3 separate regions of the Sus scrofa genome follow, and all the other regions are linked to region 3. Evidence: chromatin contacts called from public Hi-C and HiChIP or PLAC-seq data. All regions are on one chromosome and are shown on one strand. The core of a region is the stretch at or near the end of the contact, and the rest is flanking DNA. Distances in the headings are between cores, read along the strand shown.

Region 1 (3,215 bases), core at 178-2,677, 170 kb after region 3:
GATTTACGAATTTTCCCTTATCCTCTTTTGCCCCAATGTACTAAACCTACAAACAGGCACACGCATTCCAGCTTCTGGCTGACTTCTGGGGAACTAGTCTACTTCACAGTCACATTTGCTGCTAGCTTTATAAGTAGGATTGTCTGCTCACCCCAGCATAAAACTGGTTGAGTGCAGGAGAAAGTGGCAAGTGACTTTTTGGTCCCCTCCGCCCTGGTTTGGCTTGAAAGGGAGCCCCATGGGGATGAACTTCCTCTGAAGGTCCTGAGATGTTCCAGAGGCCTTTCCCTTCTCACTTGCTCTCCTGGTCTTGGCTGCCTCCAACCAGCCAATGGAAATTTTCCTCCTGACTAGTCTTTCTGCTTCCATTATCTCCCTCCAGCCTGGTCACCTACCTTAAATCCCAAGCTATTAGAGCGGATCTGGTACCCCCCCCATTATGGTCTCCTGTTCCCCTCAAAATAAAATCTGCAGCGTACATATTCCAGCATCCATCTCTCCCTTGTTCAAACATCAAGTGAGGAATACGAAGTTGCCAGCTCCTGGTCTATTGAAATCCACTCATCTTCCCAGTTTCATTTCTACTTCTCCAAATCCCATTCATTGTAAAATGGTTAACAGCCCAGGCTTTGGAGTGCAACTGCTCAGCTCTTACAACCTTGAATAAATTACATATTCCCTCTGATTCTTAGAACCTCAATTCCCCCTCTGTAAATTAGAGTTAATAATAGTGCTGACTTCATACTAATGTGATCAGATGAAAATGAGATTATCGGCTAAGAATTTGGCCCATGTTGGGGAAATAGTTTTCAATGTTTCTTTTAATGTTCCAGCTCAGGGCTTCCTCTTACACAACTGTTTCCCCATTCTCCTCAGTAGGAAAGAATTCCTTCCTCTTTTATATTCTTAAAGCACCTACTACCTTCTAGTATGCACAGTGGTATGTCTCTCTTGACATGTGGTTAACTCCCTGGTAAACTCGCAGAGGGACCAAGCCATCGTGGTTTCTGTATTTCTTCACTCTGTCGTCCACATATAGATCTTAATTTTAAACGAATTGAAAAGTAATCTCTCTCCCACTTCCTTTAACAGCACTTGAAATTCTACCATTCAAGGTAATGGTTTCCAGTTAGTAAGCCTTCCTGGACTTCCTGATTCCCAATTAAAATGGAGACAGACGTCTAGGAAGGATAACATGCTTTCTCAAGAGGGATGATACCTTAGCAGGCCATTGGCCAGATTAGGAAGGCTACCAGAAGGCAATCGAAAAACTTGCAGCAGGACAGGAAGTGCTAGGAGGAGAGCATGGGGTGCAAAAAGGTTAAGTCGATGAGTCCAGACGCATATTTTTGCCCTTGTCACAGCTTTGTCTCAGCCCAGGCAAGGGAAAGCCAGGATCCACATGTATTCCCAGAGCAAAATGGTGATCATTCTCAAGGCAGGTCAAAACCAAGCCGGCTTTAACAGAGCCTCCCAGGGATGGAGTTGGCACGCTTCCCACCTGGGGATGCATTCACACCACGAGTGGAGGCGGGAGAGCCACGTGGATGGGTCTGCAGTGTGCCTCGGCCTTGTCTGTATGTAATCACGGGGCTCCTGTCTCTTCCCTGCAGCACTTTGTCAGCGAGCGTAAATATGATGAAGAGCTCGGGAAAGCTGCCCGGTTCTCCTGTGACATTGAACAGCTAAAGGCCCAAATCATGCTCTGCGGAGAAAGTGAGTTTTGTATACTTGCTAAATAATTCTGTGTGAGTAAGCTTGGTGCTGTTTGGAGCTGCTTTCAGAAATGTCAGGTGTGCAGTTCCCCCGGGGGCTCAAGGGAGGTCTAAAGAGATGTAATGATCTAAGGTCATGACACAAGTCATGAGAAATGTCAAGATCTGAACTTCCAGTCTTCAAATGCCACTGCCCATCACTAAATCCCCAGGATTTATTACGCAGAACAGAACAGGTCAACTAGTGGATACCTTTTGCAAACTTTTCTTAAGTGCTGCCAGATCAACCGCCTCTCTGATTTCAAACAGCCTGGTTCTACAGAGATGGGTTACAGGAGAGCGAATCTCTCTAATAAGTCTGGAAACAATGGGCTATTGTCGTGAAGGGTCCAGCTGTCGTGTGTGTGTGTGTGTGTGTGTGTGTGCGCGCGCGCGCACACACACACACACACATTGCCCAGCACTGCCTGAGCCTCTCCTTTAATTAGAGCAGTTAACATGCAGCACGATTGGCTGATCCTTTCCCCCCTACTCCAGCCCACCCGCCAGGGGAGGTGGGAATGAGCACTAAAGTGGCTTCAAGGACAGCCTCAAGGAGGAAAGAAGGACTGGTGAAGGACATGGAATATCCATAGCCTCATAGCAAGCTGAAAGACTGAGATTTGGATGCACTGGTTTGCAAAGTGAGAATTGCTTTTTTCTTCTGAGTAGAAAAAAAATATAAGCTTGATCTAAAAATTACAGAACTATATTAAATAGAAGGTGACATTACTTTTGTGGAACCCTCACACTTTATATGCCTCTATAACCAACTGTGCAAATTATATAGTGTATGTAATTATCCTACATCCTATCATGTACTATATATTCCATGACATACATAGTAAGAGAATTTGCTTTTATCCTTTCGCGATACGCGGCTGACACGTTCCCATGCCAGTATATTTAACCCATAATTTATTTAAGTACAACTGACATAATCAGCCCCTTGATTGTTGACATTCGGGTTGCTTCCAGTTTTTCACTGTTAAAACAACACTGCTGCGAGCATCTTTGTTCACATATCTTAGGCAATGATCTGAATCTGGGGCTGCATCTCTTTTAAATTATTTTCTTTTTTTCTATATACTCCCTTCCTTATGAAAGAATCTCATTGGCCATGATCCATCCCTAGATTTTGCCCCCATCTTCTAAAAAACCAGACTATCTGGTTGGAGGAGATTTAACTGCCCCCCCCCCACCGTTTCCACTTCAGCCTGATAATGGGTGATGCCAAGAGCCTCTGTCACCGCCTGAGGCGGGGAGGGCCATCCAGCGTCACCTGCTCTCCTCCAGAGCACTTCCAGTGCCATCTAGCGGGAGGAACCATCCCTCCCCAGGTCCCAAGTGTCCACATTGGAATTTGGAGCCTCCCATGTTGGAGACAATTGTTCTTCGAAAGGCCCTTTCCTTCTCAGCTTTGTTGAGAGCACATTGAAAGCCGACAGCTACTGAACCAGA
Region 2 (3,468 bases), core at 726-3,225, 140 kb after region 3:
AATGCTACTCAGAGAAGAATATCTTCCAGCCTGGTAGCATTATAAAAGAAGAAAAATTCCCCTAACAAAACTCAGACGTGTCTTACATAAGCTTAGTGATAGAACTCCATTCTTGGGTGCCTTTAAGACTGGAATTGAGAAATGGTACATCAGTGTGGCCTTGGTCCTGCCCTGCCCTCCTCTGCCACTGATTTTGATGGAAGACATTTCTTTCAGCCCTATACATCTGCTTGTGTGTATAATTGGAGTGAAATAGCTATTCTTAAAAAGGTTAGGTTATTATCAGTAGAAGAATGTTCTCAGTATATCAATCAGGACTCTTTCAGTTTCAAGTGACAGAAACCCCAGTCACACTAGTTAATGACAAGAGAGGATTTACTGGCTGATGTACATGAAAATTCCAGGAGGTTCCTTTAGGCAAATTTGGTTCTAAGCCCAATATATTCTCAGGATTCAGTCCCTCTCTCTCTGCCTCCCTCTCTCTCTCCCTCCTTTCCTCACTCACTGCCTCTCACCTTCTCCTGGTTCTGCTTATCCTTGGCCTCATTCTTAGGCACAACATCTCCATGTAGCAGCAAAGAGAACCCACTGGTAGCTCCAAGGGTACGTAATCTTTAGCCCCTGTGATCCGAGGAAGGGCTTTGTTTGCCATCATTCTAACACAAAGTCCAAGGGCTAATTTCCATTGGCTGGGTTGGGTCTTGCATCTTGTCCAGAAACCGGTCATGGTGGCTAGAGGGACAGAGTTTTCCTATCGGCCAGGCTGGAGCCACATGCCTACCATATAGTCAGCCGTGGAGGGAGCCCCAACCCCGAACTCCATGAACTGAGAGTCAAAGAGCCATGGTTCCCAGAGGAAAGTCATGGCGTTAAAGAGGAAAATAGAGAATGGAGAAAAAGCGTATCCACAATGGCCCGGCTCACGTACCATGTTTCCTTTATTGGCCTCCCTGATTCTAGAATTTGATCACAATTTCTGCCTATTTTGCCCATTCCAAGTCCCCTTTTTTTGACATTGATGTGCTTTTTTGCTGATTGGAAAGTCGTGTGAAACTCAAAATTAAGCCGAACACTAACCTAACCTAAAATTCTTGACTATTAAACCATCTGCTACATGTAATGGAAGATTCCAAGGGTACAGAAGACACTTGGGACTTGAGAGAAAACCATCTCCTCCAGTTATTCAGTGAGGAATCATTTTCCCTCCACCCATTCACGACGTCCCCTCCTTAGTGGACTGCTTCTCTGTTTGACCAGATTATAACCTCACTAGTTTTCAAAGCAGAGTCCTAGAATATATTCGAAAGTACTTGGAGAAAGTAAAGATGCTATACAAATGGAAGGTGTCATTGTTGTGGTTGTTATTATTATTTTTATTATTAGTTTTTAAGTATTTTTTAATTTTTTTAAATTTATTTTTATTTACTTATTTTGCTTTTTAGGGCCACATCCGAGGCATATGGAGGTTCCCAGGCTAGGGGTCAAATCAGAGCTACAGCTGCCGGCCTACACCACAGCCACAGCAAGGCAGGATCCAGGCCATGTCTGCAATCTACACCACAGCTCACGGCACCACCAGATCCTTAACCCACTGAGCAAGGCCCCATAACTCATGCTTCCTAGTTGGATTTGTCTCCACTGCGCCATGACGGGAACTCCTAGTTTTTTAAATTTTACACATCTGTGACTTTTCCAGTTTATCCTGAAGTTACCCTAATATATAAAAGCACACACTTAACTTCCAGGCTGGTTCTCTAGAGCTGGAGTCAGCACACTTTCTGGAAAGGGCCTCTAGTAAATGTCGTAAACTTTATGGGCTCTCAGGTCTCTGGGCACCTCCTCCGCTGTGTTGTTGTGACGTGGAAGCAGCCAGAGAGCACCCAGGGAGGCAGTGGGCCAGATCTGGCTCTTGGGGGTCGTAGTTTTCCCGCCTCTGTCTGGAGGGGTCAGTGAGCTGCTCCCAGCAGCAGACCCGCAGTGGTGGTTGCAGAGTAAACTCTCGCACTGAGGCCTCTGTATGATACCTTCCATCTGAGTGACTCACACACTAACTGACAAAATGTAGTGGTGACCTCAAATTACCTCTCTCCACCAGCTGCTCTGAGTACTCTTATTTTTTATTTTATGTTATTTCCTTAGTCAAATGAACATTGTATGGCTCATGAGACATCTTGAGATTTATAGCAGGTTCTCTGAATGCTTTATTCCTCAAGAGCTGAAAGTGTGGGGCCAGGAAAGTCAGCAGCCAGGGAAGTTGTGTATCTTTTCTCTGCTTGTAATTCACATTGCATTTTAAACTGACGGAAAGGATCCCTTCTGAATGAGCTCTGCCAAGCAACTCGGCTGTTTAAAAGTCACTTATGCTTGACAAAATGGCACTTTTCCTCCAAACTGAAGAAGGCGCAATTTGGATCAACTCTTTTCTGTATGCCATTGCTACCAAATGAGAAAACATCACCACTTGTTTTCTGACCTAACCCTTAATTTGTAATCCCCAAATGATTACATAAATGTGAACTTAAACATAAAACTAAAGTATTTTTAATCAACCATTTGCATGCCTTTATGCCGAAGGGGAAAACTTTGCCTCTGTTTGAAATACGCCTGCAGCCCAGGCAACAGGGTGATGGACTTGAATTAAGCCTCTCTCATTTTCTGAGGAGCAAAGGATAAGTTTTAGGGATTGTGGTGCTCTTGAAAAATAGCAGGTCACCGAATTGAAGAAGGCAGCTTAAATGCTTAAAAAAAAAAAGAAGTTTTCCTGGTGGTGGTGAAATCACGAACTCTAAGCACTAGAGAGACTTCTCAACACAGCTCTATGGAAACCTCAGGGTTTCATCGTAGGGTACATCCAGATTCGGAGGAGTGCTGGTTCGGAGGCAGATGTTGACTCATCTGGTGCACAAGCTACAGGGTCGTAGTATGTGTCCCACTGCCAGTTCCCCTCCCCTTCCTTGGGGCTGCCCCGTTTTCTCCACCAAAGCACTCAGTAGACATGTAGAAATAAGCAGACCCTCTCGAGTAATAAGTTCTCACCATTCACTGTGCCAGCTTCAGGAGGTGAACCCAAAGACTACTGGGGTTCACGGGAATGGCGATTGTGTGAGGTTGAGAGAAAACACTTGTTTGCACATGCTCCGTACGGAGGGAGCAAATATCTGGGAAAATGAAGGAAACGCTTATCCTTCCCGATCTGGCTGGGAGGACTACTTTGCTCAGTATGTTATTCAACAAAACCATTGAGTTGCTAATTTCTACCATCCAAGTTGGCACTTCACCAGGACACAGTTAGACAGGGCTAAACGACCATTACATGGATCCTTCTCATCTTCCCAGACAGAACTGGAGATTGAAGAGGGGAACAAAGATGACACAATACCCTCACCATATGTCTTCACAGAAAATAAATCTTGCAACATGAGTGTCTGTGTGAAAAGTCACATCAGGAACTAACATGAAACAGCTGGT
Region 3 (3,273 bases), core at 407-2,906:
CCCCAAAAAACTGAAGTGAATTATTTTGCCAGAGGACCTAAAAAGTACACCAAATTCCAAACCGAGTTGTTACAAGTCATCCTTCCATCTAAATTCAATAAGAACTATGATGTTTAGGAGTTCCCCTTGTGGCACAGTGGTTAACGAATCCGACTAGGAACGTGAGATTGAGGGTTCGATCCCTGGCCTTGCTCAGTGGGTTAAGGATCCCGCGTTGCTGGGAGCTGTGGTGTAGGTCGCAGACGCGGATCGGATCCCGCGTTGCTGTGATTCTGCCGTAGGCCGGTGGTTACGGCTCCGATTAGACCCCTAGCCTGGGAACCTCCAGCCACCGCGGGAGCGGCCCTAGAAAAGGCAAAAAGACAAAAATAAAAAATTATGATGTTTACCCTTTATATTTACATGTATTATGGCTTCTAGAATCTGCTTATCCTATCTGTAGCACAGTTGGGACTAGACTGTGTAAGTTCAAAGTCTCCCTCTACCAATTTTCCTCTCCACGTCTGTTTCTTTATCTATAAAAAAGCTCAAATATACTATCTACCTGAGTAGACTGTTTGAAGGATTACCTAAGTTAATACTTAGGAAGCAGTTACAGATATTTTAAAATACATCATACTATCCACAAGCCCATCAGTGTAACAAGAACCACTGCCACAGCTCCCATAAGAAAATGAGTTCCTTTACTTTCAGCTCCTTTTATCCCTTATTAAGACGGTGCTTTGTCGACGGGGGCACATTATGTTAGCAGACTGGAACCTGGCCGGAAAATTGTTTGCATCTAATTTCAAATTATGAACTCCTGAGCATCGGATGATATACCATTCTGCTGTACACTCAGGAGGCCCTTTGAGTTTGGAGCGCGAGAGGCATAAGGCACTCTGGTCTGCGTAATTGTAAGGGTCTTTGATCCGAGAAGCTGCTGAGAAACAGTTATTGGTGATTGAGAAAAAGGGAGGCTAAGTCTCCCTTAAAAAAAAAATTAAAACAAACTGAACTGGAGAGCTGCCCGCATTTCACTCTACTGCCTCTGGAAGAGGTGTGTTATCTAAAGTGCTTCCATCATGAATAATGATTGAGAAACTGCCTTCACTCTCCCGACTACTGTACTCCCAAGCACAAATCCGTGGGCTGCTGCCCACGGTGTCTATCTGGAACTTGGTTATCACACACGTTTACAGCAACCCATCCTCCAGTGCGAAAGGGAGGGGCTGGGACGCTCCGGGTTAGCCGCATTTCTAGGGTCAGACCCAACCCAGTACTTTCTCCGCGTCTGGTTCTTCAGGTCATTTCGGAATCGGCTACCTTTGTTTACATTTTGAGCTTGGCTCCGCACCAGGAAGCATTAGTGCTTTCTAAAAAGGGAAGCATCTTGCATTTGTAGACTGCTGGGGGGAGCAAAGTTCACTCTCCTGGGTATGGGAAGCTGCTTCTCCTGCAACACGTGCGGGTTGTGGCAAAATCTTTGAATAACAGGGGCAGTATAAGTGAGGCGGGGGTTTGGGGAAAGCCGAGGAGGTTGGTGTGGGACAAGCAAGCAAAGTGCGGAAGCTGCACGGGGATCCTTCTAGAAAGTGGGGTGGGAAAGGAGCTAGGGAGGGCGTGTGGAGGGAAGGGATCTGTGTCAGAACGTGCGTGTGAGCGGATACAAAACCCGAGAGAGGCGTGAGCAGCGCCGTGTGTGCGAGCGGGAGCGAGGGGCGCCGGCTCGGGGTGTGTGCGCCTGGGTGAGTGACACCGAGGGGCGGGCTGGCCGGCCGGCCGACGGGCGGGGGCAGCCTGCGAGGGGCGGGAGTGTCCCTGCGTGGAGCTGGCCGACTCAGAGTTGTGTCAGTGAAGGAATCTAGCCCCGGGGGCCGAGCCGGCTGCGCCCTCCACCGCGAGCGCCGGCAGCGCGGGTCGAGCTCCGGACGGCGCGCGGCCCAGGCAACAGCTCCCGCCCCGCCCGCCCTCCGCGCCGCAGGGCAGCCACCGCCGCCGCGCCTCCCCGGGCGACTGCGCCCCTGATCCCCGTTCCCCTGCCCGGGACGGAGCGGCTGGCCCTCCGCACAGAGGTAAGCTCGGCATCCCAGGCCGCCGCCGCCTGGGACCCACTCCCTGCCTGCCCGCCTGCCAGGCCCGGGCCGGGACTCGGGGTTCAGGCGGACGCCGCGGGGCCTGCGGGGCCGGGACGGTGGCTCAGCCTCGGCCGCGCGATCCGCAGCCTGGGCCGCCCAGTCCCCGCCGCCTCCCCAGGCGCTGGGTGTGGCCCCAGCTCGGTGCCGACGCGGGCAGGCGGCGCGGACCGGACACGGAGGTCGCCGTCCTTCCTTTCTCGGGCCGGCGCGGGCTAGCAAGCGGGCGGGCGGGCGGGCGGGAGAAGGCGCCGGGTCCCGCGCACATTCGCGCGCCCCGGGCGGGCGTGTGGCCGCCGCGCTCCGACGTGGACCCGCCCGCCCCGGATCTGAATCGGTCGCGGTCCCTCGCCTGCCCTCCCCCGCGCGAGCGCCCCCTTCCATCCGCTGGACGGACGGAGACCCACCCCCTCCCGCCGCCCTATCGCTCGGAACTGCCTGCGCCGGCACAGTCTCTCCGTCGATCACTGCCTGGCTCGGGGGCCGCGGGACCCGGGAAACCTGCGCCCCTTGGCGCACTCACAGCGGGAGCCGGATGCGGCGGCCCCCAGCGCCCGCACACTCGCCGCCGTTGCACGCGGGGTGACGCGAGTAGATGCCGAACGACCCGGCCGCAGGACGAAGTGGTCGCTCAGCCGCTTCTGGGAGGGTGGACCCAGAATCGGCGGTGGCGGCTAGAGCCCAAGGCAGCGGTGGTTCCGGAGATGGAGAGGGTCTTCTCGCTTTCTCCATAAGCTTGAGTTTTCCTTGTCTCTGAAGATCGGCCCCGCTCGCTCGCAGTCTATTCGGTGGTTAATACTTACTGCAGATGTAGGATGTGAAGGGCTGAGACTTTACCTGGACAGGGATGCTACTGAAACCTCAACTGGAGGTTTCCACTTCCTGCGGGGAGTTGGTGTGTGTGTTTGTGAACTTCTTGAGCTTTCAGTTCCCAGAAAGTCCTGGTTTTAGCAGATGCCAAGGTTTTGGAGACCTAAGATTGTTTCTGTGCATTTCCCTTTGATTGATTGTATTACAGAATCTGTACGTAGCTTGAGAACGAGTGCAAAACCTTGAACCTCAGTCTCTTTCTTTACATAGTGTTATGTGTATTATTTTTCACTTGCTTATTTTTTTAAAATATTAATATTATATTAAAAACTTTTACCAGTACCCTCGA

Evidence for each region. Hi-C and Micro-C count contacts between places; a contact is called where the count stands out from the background. HiChIP or PLAC-seq counts read pairs in DNA pulled down with a chosen protein or histone mark.
Region 1: a contact with region 3 is called in a Hi-C map of embryonic fibroblasts, with 1.8 times the contacts expected there. The contact joins the enhancer-like site here to the promoter of SPATS2L in region 3. A contact is called at or near these places in 1 of 5 promoter capture datasets (fetal skeletal muscle), 6 of 47 Hi-C or Micro-C datasets (embryonic fibroblasts, fetal heart ventricle, fibroblasts and 2 more) and 2 of 2 datasets of contacts at active chromatin or transcription factors (alveolar macrophages and skeletal muscle).
Region 2: an H3K27ac HiChIP or PLAC-seq map of alveolar macrophages shows a contact between it and region 3. The contact joins the enhancer-like site here to the promoter of SPATS2L in region 3. A contact is called at or near these places in 2 of 5 promoter capture datasets (liver and skeletal muscle), 5 of 47 Hi-C or Micro-C datasets (brain, embryonic fibroblasts, fetal skeletal muscle and 2 more) and 2 of 2 datasets of contacts at active chromatin or transcription factors (alveolar macrophages and skeletal muscle).

What each region holds. Positions count from the first base shown.
Region 1 is chr15:104,051,179-104,054,393 of Sscrofa11.1, forward strand. It overlaps SPATS2L (spermatogenesis associated serine rich 2 like), which reads left to right. Exons shown (of 13, transcript NM_001177916.1): 11 at 1,614-1,716. Among named protein-coding and RNA genes, the nearest start is that of KCTD18, 47 kb to the right of the region's middle. Within about 2 kb of position 1,428, at least 19 of the 83 cell types and tissues checked have an H3K27ac peak or open chromatin away from gene starts, as enhancers often do. A contact at or near this core is called in alveolar macrophages and embryonic fibroblasts, where this site is marked.
Region 2 is chr15:104,021,951-104,025,418 of Sscrofa11.1, forward strand. The region is part of intron 8 of SPATS2L (spermatogenesis associated serine rich 2 like); the gene reads left to right. Among named protein-coding and RNA genes, the nearest start is that of KCTD18, 76 kb to the right of the region's middle. Within about 2 kb of position 1,976, at least 15 of the 83 cell types and tissues checked have an H3K27ac peak or open chromatin away from gene starts, as enhancers often do. A contact at or near this core is called in alveolar macrophages, fetal skeletal muscle and skeletal muscle, where this site is marked.
Region 3 is chr15:103,877,810-103,881,082 of Sscrofa11.1, forward strand. SPATS2L (spermatogenesis associated serine rich 2 like) reads left to right here and starts at 1,657. Exons shown (of 13, transcript NM_001177916.1): 1 at 1,657-1,727.